Linked DNA regions of Sus scrofa: region 2 is linked to region 1. Evidence: chromatin contacts called from public HiChIP or PLAC-seq data. All regions are on one chromosome and are shown on one strand. The core of a region is the stretch at or near the end of the contact, and the rest is flanking DNA. Distances in the headings are between cores, read along the strand shown.

Evidence for each region. HiChIP or PLAC-seq counts read pairs in DNA pulled down with a chosen protein or histone mark.
Region 2: a contact with region 1 is called in an H3K27ac HiChIP or PLAC-seq map of alveolar macrophages. The contact joins two enhancer-like sites. A contact is called at or near these places in 16 of 47 Hi-C or Micro-C datasets (alveolar macrophages, blood, brain and 10 more) and 2 of 2 datasets of contacts at active chromatin or transcription factors (alveolar macrophages and skeletal muscle).

The regions. Positions count from the first base shown.
Region 1 is chrX:37,201,490-37,206,958 of Sscrofa11.1, reverse strand. It overlaps CASK (peripheral plasma membrane protein CASK), which reads left to right. Exons shown (of 26, transcript XM_003360270.5): 17 at 1,702-1,787; 18 at 3,097-3,165. Among named protein-coding and RNA genes, the nearest start is that of GPR34, 100 kb to the left of the region's middle. Within about 2 kb of position 2,133, at least 11 of the 83 cell types and tissues checked have an H3K27ac peak or open chromatin away from gene starts, as enhancers often do. A contact at or near this core is called in alveolar macrophages and retroperitoneal adipose tissue, where this site is marked.
Region 2 is chrX:37,319,826-37,325,543 of Sscrofa11.1, reverse strand. All of the region lies in intron 5 of CASK (peripheral plasma membrane protein CASK), which reads left to right. Among named protein-coding and RNA genes, the nearest start is that of GPR82, 6.0 kb to the left of the region's middle. Within about 2 kb of position 4,348, at least 10 of the 83 cell types and tissues checked have an H3K27ac peak or open chromatin away from gene starts, as enhancers often do. A contact at or near this core is called in alveolar macrophages and retroperitoneal adipose tissue, where this site is marked.

The DNA.
Region 1 (5,469 bases), core at 884-3,383:
AGATGCTGCAGAGTGCCAGTGATCTGGGTCTTGGCTCCCTACAAAATCCTAGGCTCAGCTTTTCTAACTTGCTTTTGGCCCAAGGTTAAAAATCCAGCCAGCAGCTGGCATTGCTGCTATGGCGTTTACCTCTCCCATTATTTCATTCTGCCCTTAGTTTGTCACCACTCCAGATCCAGCTCACAAGGTTCTTTACTGCCCAGGGGCGAGTGGGGATGCAAGTGGGAAGTATTCCTGGGGATCTGCATTCCTTTTGTAAGACCAGTAACACTTCAAGAGATGTGCCTCAGACAGGATATAGTTGTGAGAAATTCTAGAGTGCCTAGTCAGTTGTATTGGAGGCAAAAGTCCCCCAATTTTTATTTTGTGTTTTACTATTTATTATGTTTTATTAGCTCATGTTAATTTTTAAACATGAGTAGAGAGAACAGTGCAGTGAGTTCAAGTAAAGTGGAAAGAATAGTGCAGCAATCACCCACATACCCATAACCCAGGTAGAATTATTGTTAAATTCATGGCCCCACTGGTTTCATCTGTATTTGCTCTACTGTCCACCACCCTGGATTACCTTGGAGCAAATGCCAGGTGTCTTATTTTATTTAGCATTTTATATATATATCTATATATATCTATCTATATATATATATATCTTAAATATATCATGAGCTTTCCATGATGAAGTCAAGGTCAGTAAGTAAACATGTGCACAATTGATTAATAAGGAATTAAAATTTTACATAACAGTACCTAACCATTGGTTCTCAGTCACTTTTTCTCATTGAGGTATTACAGGACTCTGAAATGCCTACCAAATAATTAAAAGATTACAGTATGTCTAATGTAAGTTTAGTGTTACATAGGTATTATCATATCACAGTTCTTTGAAAATCAACAGTCTTTGTATCATATTTGGTAGATAATAATGGTAATAATAACAGCAAACATTTAAATGGCCCTGACTGTGTCAAGAACATTTCTAAGCCCTCTGCGTGTATTAAACTCATTTAATACTCACAGTCCTATGAGATAAGTACTGTTTTCATCTCCATTTTACAATGTGAAAACCAAGACATGGAGAGTTTCAGGAAGTTACCCAAAATCTTAAAGCTAACAAGTGATAAAGCAGAGAGAGATATGAACCCGGACAGGCTGCATCTAGAAGATGTACTTTTTTTTTTTTTTTTTTTTGGTCTTTTCATCTTTTCTAGGACCGCACCCGCAGCATATGGAGGTTCCCAGGCTAGGGGTCCAGTCGGAGCTATAGCCAATGGCCTACGCCACAGCCACAGCCACGTGGGATCCGAGCTGCTCTGCGACCTACACCATAGCTCACGGCAGTGCCGGATCCTGAACCCACTGAGCGAGGCCAGGGACCGAACCCGCAACCTCATGGTTCCTAGTTGGATTCATTAACCACTGTGCCACGACGGGAACTCCTAGAAGATGTACTTTTAAACCATTATGTACACACTGCCTCTCTCCAAAAAATAAACAGATTTTTCAGAGCCTTCTTTCAAAACTGTGTGTTCCATAAGTAGATATACCTGTTTTGGTGAGTTTACTGTGTAAAGCTAACTTGTACTTGGTTCTTATTGGCCTCCAATATTTAGCTTAAGGCTAAAAGTTACATTACTGCCTTTGGATTTGATTATTATAAAAGTATATATCATTGCATGTTTATAATTTTGTATAATTCCTTAGGAACACTTCATGTCGGAGATGAAATTCGAGAAATCAATGGCATCAGTGTGGCTAACCAAACAGTGGAACAGCTGCAAAAAATGCTTGTGAGTAAATGAAAGTTTCTTTTCCTAAGATTACTTTCAGTTCCTTAACTTGTTTATTAATGCACAAATAAAGGGTTATCAGAGTATCTCTGGTAGTATCATTTGTGTGGACTTGAACTTAAACAACATTCATGCAAACTAACTAGGAAAATGTTTACATGCAGCACAGTTTAGAAACATGTTGTCCATCTTTAGCAGCGTGGGCTTGGATGTTCTCCTTTCAATCCTTTGTCTCGGCTTTCTTATCCAGCAAATACTTAAAACCTTTCTACTTGTGCCTTCTCGTGAATTAGTTTCCCACTGACCTCAACTGTGCTGACATCAGCAATGTCAGAAACGTTTCTCCTGTTTAGCTGAGTCATAGCCAGCTGTATTGGATTTCTCCTACAGCACAGAGGGAAGAAAAGGCCTGGTAAACCAGGCAATTTTTGACATAGATATCCAAAATCTGTTTTCAAATTAGGCTGTGGATTGAGGGGGAGATGGGGCAGAATGACAGGCCCTGCCAAGCAGCGAGAGATGTTTTGGACTTCTGCTCCTGGGCCACCTTCGCACCACAGTGTAGTAGCCTCCCCGTGTTATGAATATCTATTAAAGGTGACATAAGCACCACAGACTCACTAGAGTAATAAATAAAGCCAAGATTATTGGAGTAGACCATCATAATGTAGCCTACCAAATATAGGGTTGTTGTTGGTTTTTTGTTTGTTTGTTTGTTTTGTCTAAGGGCCGCACCCTCGGCATCTGGAGGTTCCCAGGCCAGGGGTCAAATCGGAGCTACAGCCGCCAGCCTACACCACAGCAACACAGGATCCGAGCCGCGTCTGCGACCTACACCACAGCTCACAGGAACGCCGGATCCTGAACCCACTGAGCGAGGCCAGGGATCGAACCCTCAACCTCATGGTTCCAAGTCGGATTTGTTTCTGCTGCGCCACGACGGAACCTCCCCCAAACATAGTTTTTATTTAACTACTTGTTCTGCCATCCAGTTCAATTCATAGTCACTTTTAAAAGGCATCTCACCTAGAGATTTCTTTATTCATGCCTGTGAGAGGTAACCGTTGGAGGTCTGTTATAGCATTGCCACACGAGCAAGGCCACCAGCCCTGACTTGGCAGGGCTTTTCCCAGGAGCGACTTCCACCGTCCCTGGGAGCAGTCCCTGCTCTTGGAACTCAGGTTCGTTTTAGGCCCGTGCGCTCTCAGCTGGCTTGCATTAATTGCATCCACACATTTTCTGTGGTTCCTGACATGTTTTTGTGCGCAGCACTTGTTTGTTAAGAGAGCTCTCTCATTTCTTCCTCCAGCGGGAAATGCGGGGGAGTATCACCTTCAAGATCGTGCCGAGTTACCGCACTCAGTCATCGTCCTGTGAGGTAATAGCTCTAACGAAACACCCCGTCTCCTCTGGGTTCTTAACTAACTGTCTGCTGATGGCTGAATGTTTTGGCTTTCTGGGAAATTGTTTCTGCCTGTGCTGTTGATCACTGCACACCAATTTTACAACAAAGATAACGGAACAGAGTAGGTCCCATCCACCTACTCAGCCCTGCTTCCACGGGGATCTCCTCAGCACTTTAACTTACTGCAGGCTGGAATCGAAGCAAACTATAGAGAAGCTCCAAATAATGACAGAGGCTTAATAAAGAACAAATAGAGTCTCTGGGAGGGGAAAAAAGAGATCATCATTGCAATAAAATTTCCAGGAAGTACATTCACTTCCCTTGTTAAGAAATCATATAGATAGTTCTTCTTTCCAAGAATCTGAGAAGTGGTCTATTTCTGTTAAGATAGAGTTGTTCAAATAACTGTGACAGGTCTCTAGATAGATGTGGAGTCTGCGAGGAATTGATAATTGACTTTATTAGAGAAAGAGAGGCTTTTGCATCCTTCTGTGAAATTGTTTAAATTTAGAATGTTATCTGATTTGTAAACAAGTAAGTTTTCTAGAGTAATATAAACCCAAAGTTCCTTTCTTACAGTAGGCTTATGCTATAGAAATTGTAGCTTCTCCAACCTGTGTTATTCAGTTTGATATTGGTTATTAAGTGAGATTTAAAAATTTGTTATTTCTATATTTAGAAATATGAACGAGCATAAATGGTGTCATCTGTTGGTCATTGCACATTCAGTTTGAATATTATTTTCTGAAGCTTGTTCTTTCATGTGCATCTTCCAAGCGTGTGTACATCAATATTAAGTACACATTTCCTCCAGCTGAGATTGGGAGGCAACTTATTGGAACTCATGTAGAAAATTGAATTTGTACTTAGGAGAAATTGAGGGAGAAATTATAATGTTTCTTCTGGTCTCTAGTAGTGATAGAAATTTCACAAGAAAAATCACCTATTGAAGATATGTATAAGAATTTGTAGCTATGTCAAGTATATTTTTAGTGAGCCATGACAATTGGGGTTTCTATTATATCAGGTCTTGAGCTCCTCTTGGTGGCTTTGTATGGAACTTCAATTAAAACTGTATTTCAAACAAAATACAGAACTACTTTTGCTCCAGGATTCATAGTTTTGAAATGTGTTACCTAGAACACAGACCTTGCTGGAAAAGAGAGACTGACATGCACATATTTTATGTAAAGCATTTTGATTTCCTGAAAAATCGCAGGTGGCTGGCGTACCATTTCTCATCTTGGTAGAAATTTAGTAAATACGATTGACTTTTGTCTTTTGGGCTAACTAACCAGAAGATAGTACCAGTTATTTTTTAAAGTTTCTGTTGTATTTTTAAGAGATTGAACTAGTTTTGAGGTGGGACCAGGAGTACACATGTGAATTCCATGCTTTTAAGTGAGAAGAGCCCCCTCTTACTGTCTTTACTTCTAAATAGTAGGGAAAAAAATGGTACTCCCCTTTGGCCCTGCCCCCAATCTGTTTGACTCGCCTGTGCGCTGCAGAATTCAAGCCTGTGGCCGGACTCTTCCCAGCTACAACAGGAATTCCCAAAGAAAGGCTCTCTGACCACCTACATTGGCATCCCTCTGGCCCTTGGCAAAAGAGAGGACCCCTGCCCCCCACCCTGGCCCCACTGACGTGAGTCTCTAGAGGTGGCACCTAGAGATCACTCAGCTCACTAACATCTGAGAATACTCATCTAGGGGATGTCATCCATTATCTAAAGGCTAACAGGTCCCAGAACTTTTCTTTAAATCTTCTAGAAAAAGCAAGACATGCACATTTCTGTAGTTTCAAAGAACTCTATTAAACAGTAAAGTTGATGTGGACAATAAGGGAATGGAGCCTGCAAAGGATAGTGGCTGTGGCTGCTGGGATCTTTGCCAGAAGTGTACTATTTTTAGAGGCTCATGAGTATTGTTTTAATTAATCTACTAAAATAAATTAAAGAATAAAGGTTTCTTCTCTAGTATCTATCTATCTTTTACCCTTATTAGCAGTACCTCTCCTAGAAAGATTCCAAGGTGATTACAACATAAGACGTCTTTTTTTGAGGTTCACTTCACTTCCAATTGTATCATTGCATTGTCGGTAATTTTTGACAACCGAGCTTCCTAAGAATGATTAAATTCTTTTCAAACCTAATTTTGAATAAAAATTAGGCAGCTAGAATCTTCAGCGCAATAATTGTATAGTAATATTTGTCATTTTACAGTTCTTGATAGGGTTTTAATATCAAGTCACTCTTCAGGGTCTCCTTTAAAGAAAGCA
Region 2 (5,718 bases), core at 3,099-5,598, 120 kb before region 1:
CCACAGAATTCATTTGGAGTGGTTCAGTGAGAGTGATTCGAAGGGCAGGCATTGCTATAATTTGTTTTGACAATCCATGGCGAGCGGTATTCAGCAGAGGTGCATGAGAGCTTTCCTGATGGATTGTTGGGGGTTAGGATTAGAGTTCCTTTTCAACTTGCCTCAGAGCTAGAACCCAAAAGACGCAGGACAGCTCAGTCATACCTGAACCTTTGTGCTTCAACTTGACAGCTATTTTGGGCTGCCCGAGCTAGTGTCTTCTAAAATGGCAACAGTTGGCCTTTTAAGCTCTCTCCCTGACTCAATCAGGAGCTCAGGGTATTGGGAGGCTGGTGTGCAGGAAGAGAAGACAAGCCTTATGTAGTCCACTTTAGAACATCACATTCAAAAGGTAATTATTTCTTCAAGAGGGAGCAGGGGCAATGGAAGCCTTTATCCAGTTCATTGCACGCCCGAGCCACTGGTTACCTTTAGGAGGAGTGAAGCAGACACTTGTTACTCAAAGCTGTGGTTTGTTCAAGGCTCACCGAGCCCCCTGCTCTCCTCAGGATGTGGTGTCTGGCCACAGCCCCATCTCTGTCTCCAGTTGCACTGTGCTCAGGCCCTCACCGCCAACTACAAGCAGCTATAATCATGGCCGTCCTACCCTTGATCAAAGTGGGAGAATCTTCCACTTGCTTGCTTTCTCAGCAAGCCATGGGATTATTTGCCTCAAGAACCATTAAAAATAAACAAACAAAAACAGAAATTACAGTCCAAAGTTTGGAAATTTATAATTGTACAGAAAAGTGTTTAGCTTTGTGAGAAAGGTCGATGACAAAACATCAGTGGATGTGCCAATCAAGAGTTTGACTGCTCCTTTGGCTTTGGTTTTTCCATGTAGGCTTGAATGCACTGGCTAGACACTGTCTTGTAGAAATGCACAGCATGGAAACATAGTGGCAGTCGTTAGAACTGGAATGAAGAGCAGCTGGGAAATTAGCAGGTTCAGGGAAAGGGAGACTTTTTCGCACTGGATCAGATGAGGCAAAAATATTTTTAAGACAGGCAAATTTTGAATTTCAGCATCTTTGAGTCAGTCGAGTTTGGTTCATAGCATACTTCAGGACCTACCTTTTTTTTCAGGTTCTTTGAAAAGCCAAAAGTAGATTAAAATTTCTGAAAATGGGACATTTGATGAGAGAATTCCAAAAATAATTTAGGCCATTGTAGTGCCACAGGTACAAAACACATGCGTACACCTGTACCCTGGGAAATAATGACTTGAATTGCAGTGAGATTTAGGGAATTAAAAAGGCATCGTACACCAGTGCCCAGAACTCTCACCATTGTCACTTTCTTCCCAAGACCCAGTTTTCCTGACCATTTTATTACCAATCACTTCTTTGGAATTTCTAGATAAAATTGTCTTGGGGCTAAGTGCTCCATGTCACTTCCTGTCTTTATGCAAGAGGGGGAAAAGAGAGATGTCAAGGAAAGATAGGGAAGAGGTGGGCATCTGCCCTTGTACCTCTTGTACGTATTAGTGTCTAGATTTGTTTTCTCTTATTAAGAGCTCCAAATATCTAAGTAACAAGCTCTCCTGAGAACCGCATTTAGAAAATGTATAAATAATGACAACCACTGAATTGCTTTTATGTAATATTAATTCATTTAATTGTTAAGATATTTAAATAAAATATCTCTGAGATGTATACCATTGTTACTATCATTCTTCTAGATGAGAAGATTTAGGTCCACGGTGGATAAATAACTTGTTGATGGTAATAGAATCGTTATGTTGTGGGGCCCATATTCGAACCCAGGTAGTGTGACTTTAGCAACCGTACTCTTAGCTACTACGAAAATCTGGATTAGTGTTTTAGGTAAGGTGACCAAGTATCCCCAGTGCCCAAAACCGTATTTCACTTATATACCTGTTTCCAGTTTTCAATCTGGAAATTTATTAATTGCTACCTATTCCCCTTGTACAGGTACTTTTTTTCCCCTTTCCATTTGGTAGTAATCTGAAGATCATATTTGGAGTCTCTGAATATATTTTTTCCCTTTCACCCAGTGGATTTTAGCACTCATTGATGATTGCCTAAATCATTTCTTATGTTGGTTTCATCTTTGTAATGTTCTGACAGATAGAGATATATTAGACTTGAAATAGTTATTTTGAGATATCATTCTAAACATGGCTTGGTGTTTTAGATAGTTCGCACATTGTACTATATGTGGCATAGTTTCTAATATTACCATGTAGTCTGTTTTGCCACCTCCTCCATCAAAAACCAGCCTAGAATGTGTTGTTTTGACAAACCTACAAATAAAATACTGAATCCAGGAAATATAAGTTCTCTGGAAAGTTCCAAATCTCCAGAAATAGCTGATAGAGACAATTGGAGAGGAGACAACTACAGCTAAATTTTAATAGCCTGCAGAGAATCCTTTCTTTAGCAACGCTTTGGCCAGCAGAGGGCAGTGTATTACCAGCCCTAGTTAAACCTCACTTGCTGTTAAAGGCTGAAGTCTTGCACGATTTTCCAGCTAGAAACTTGGAACAATGAAAAAATTTAGGTTTTTTAATCATAGCAATTCATGAACATAGTTTTGAAAAATCAACTAATGCTAAAAGGCTTGTAACGGAAACAATGTGTCATTTGTTATGCAATTTAAAGTATATTTTACCTAATGAAGAAAGCATAGGAGAAATCACCTTTGCCCTCTACTGTGGTCATTCCTTCCTGTCGGTTTAGCAAAACTCTGTAGATTCCTTCATCTTAAGAGACCAAGAGTTGTCTCATTAGGTAACGTGTACTTGTTTTTTAATCTCTGACAACACATGGTTTGTTACTAAATCTTCAGTAACCCTGCCACTCCCCATCCTGCAGTGGTTTGGAAAGTAAATCTCTCTCCCTGTATCTTTCACACCCAGATACACACACACACACACACACACACACACACACACACACACACACAGCTTTTAAGCAAAATAATTTGAGGCAGTGTCTTTTTTGTTGATTAAACTACTTACTATACTTGATGGTACCTTTTTAGAAATTAATATTATTTATCTGCTGCTGCATGCCAAACCAACCCCAGACTTGGTGGCTTATGACAACAACCATTTGTTCATTCTCAATCCTGCAGTTTTTTCTGGGTTCAGCCAGACAGTTCTTCTCCCAGTCTCACCTGGGGTCACTCATGCAGCTTCTTGGTTATCCGAGGCTGAATGGTCCACAGTTAGCCCACTCGTATCTGGAGCCTCAGCTGAGATGCTTGTGCAGGCCGAATATCTCTCCCCATGTGATCTTTCACCCTGGATTTATTTCCACCGTGATGGTCCCAGGGTTCCGGGAGCACAAAACTGAAAGCCGCAAAGCCTTTTAAGATCTTGCTCAGATGCCATACAATGTCTACCACATTTTATTGGTCAAAGCAATCACAGTACCTGCTCGTATTCAAGAGGTAGGCAAAGACTTCACTTATGGATGGGAAGAGCTGCAGAGCATTTAAATCTACCACATTTTTTTAATGTCCTTGTGACTACAGTGTTCTAACTAGATTTTTCTTCCCTCAAAGTACAGTACATTGGCTCCTGCTTAGGAATTAATACAGTAAGCATACCTCAGAGTCCATGGTTTCTTGGATAATATCCAAAAACAAAAGTTAAGTTTACTTTGCAAAGGGATACCCACTGTGCCCCACTTCAGTCTTGGAGGTATCATTTTCTTTTGATTATTTCCTGTATTAATAGTATCATGGGCATTCCCATCGTAGCTCAGTGGTTAACGAACCTGACTAGTATCCTTGAGAACGCGAGTTCAGTCCCTAGCCTCGGTTAAGGATCTGGTGTTGCCGTGAGCTGTGGTGTAGGTTGCTGGGGCTGTAGCTGTGGTGTAGGCCGGCAGCTGTAGCTCTGATTCGACCCCTAGCCTGGGAACCTCCATGTGCCATGGGCGTGGCCCTAAAAAGACAAAAAGACCAAAAAAAAAATAGTATCATGAATCCATGCTATTTTCCTTTGTACTGCTTATCCTCTGTAAATAGCCCTTTTCTGTTTCCAGAACTAATCTAGCTTTTCATTAAAACTAGAAGAAAAGTCTGTTTCCACTAACTTGATCCTAAGAACTAGATAATTGCTTGACATCTCTGATACTCGAGCCTGAAAGGATATAGAAAGATGATTAGCTTGCCCCTCTGGTAGCTTTTCCCCCCACCACGCTAGGTTGTACTTCTCACTGGAGGTTTACTTATTTGCAGGATCACAAGGGCCAACCTCAGAGCATGAGACCCTCACTGACTTACTTGGCGGACGCCTCTCACTACTTGCCACATATATTTGGAACTCTGTAATCAGTCCGCACAAGAGCTGACCCTGTGTGTTCCAGTGTTTTTCAAGTCTCGCTGGCCGCAAAGGGGAACTGAATATGAACATGCATGCAAACCTCATCAGTTCCCTTTGCAACCAGCTGAAAGTTGTTTTTAATATAGCGGAAACAGTATTTTTCTTTTGAGTACAAACCAAATTTCCACACAAAAAATGAAGCATTTCTGCTTCTGACAGATCAGGGGACACAGAAGAGGGCACTAAATTGTGAGAAAGGCAATTAAAAGAGAAAGTCGTAAAACAAAGAGATAAGACTGAACTGGGGAAGAGAAAGACGTGCTGCTGAGTACAGGAAAGGAAGAAAACGGGGGAGGGCATATTGAGGGTATGCAGAAAGTCTTGATAGATGATAGAACATGAGAAGAGGCAGGAAACATAGAAAGGAAATGTCTGTAACAGGAAAGGGCCTATAACAGCATTGCCAGCAAAGTTAATGGAAGACACTGTCTTTTGGTCCAGAAGTTTGCCATTGGATAAAATTTGAAAATATCACACATCAGAGTGATTACCATTCTCACCTGAGTTTACGCCATTGAGCCAGTTTTACAGTGAAGGTGCCATGTCCCCATTTCATGATGCAGTGTGGTAACCCATTTGACCACTCTGATTACACGAAACAAAGCCAAATGTCGGTAAGAAGGCAGAGAAACCGGTGCACCTAACATAAATGTCACAGTATTCCCAGAAGCCACCAACTTATTTTAGATAGAGTTTAAACAATCTTTCTAGCAGTAAATATTAGTGGATGCCTTTGAGGTGCTGATCAAGGGACATGGGACAAATCTGCTACAAAAGAAGATTCTGCGAAACTGTTTGGGGACCATTGACCACACAATGGAGAGTCCCCCGGTCTCCCCCGACAACGGCACACATCTGAGTGGACCTGATGGCATGACTGTTCAGGCACAACATGATGCAGCAATAAGATCGCAGGCAGCCCTGGTTGCCACTCGTTATTAAGGCATTGAATGTTCTGTAAAACCCAAAACTTCTATTAAAGGGATCTCAAGAACATCTAATCCAAACTTGAATAAATGCTCGAAATACTTGGCTACCTTCCCAGCCTGCTGAGGATCCACACTCTATTGAAACACTTCTGTTAGAAATAACTCACTGGCTTTCTATTCCATTTGAGATCTGCAGTTGTTAGAAAACCCTCTTCTCCAATCTGGTGAGATATGCTGCGTGCACTTCCCATCCTTCACCAGGCCTCTTTCTGCTTGCTCTCTGCTATGCACATTTTTGCTCTAACATCTTTCCTTTAATCTTACATTTTAAGAATAAATAATCCCCTTCTTTCAAACGGTCCCTCTGGCATCCTCTCCTCTTCTAGTTGCCCA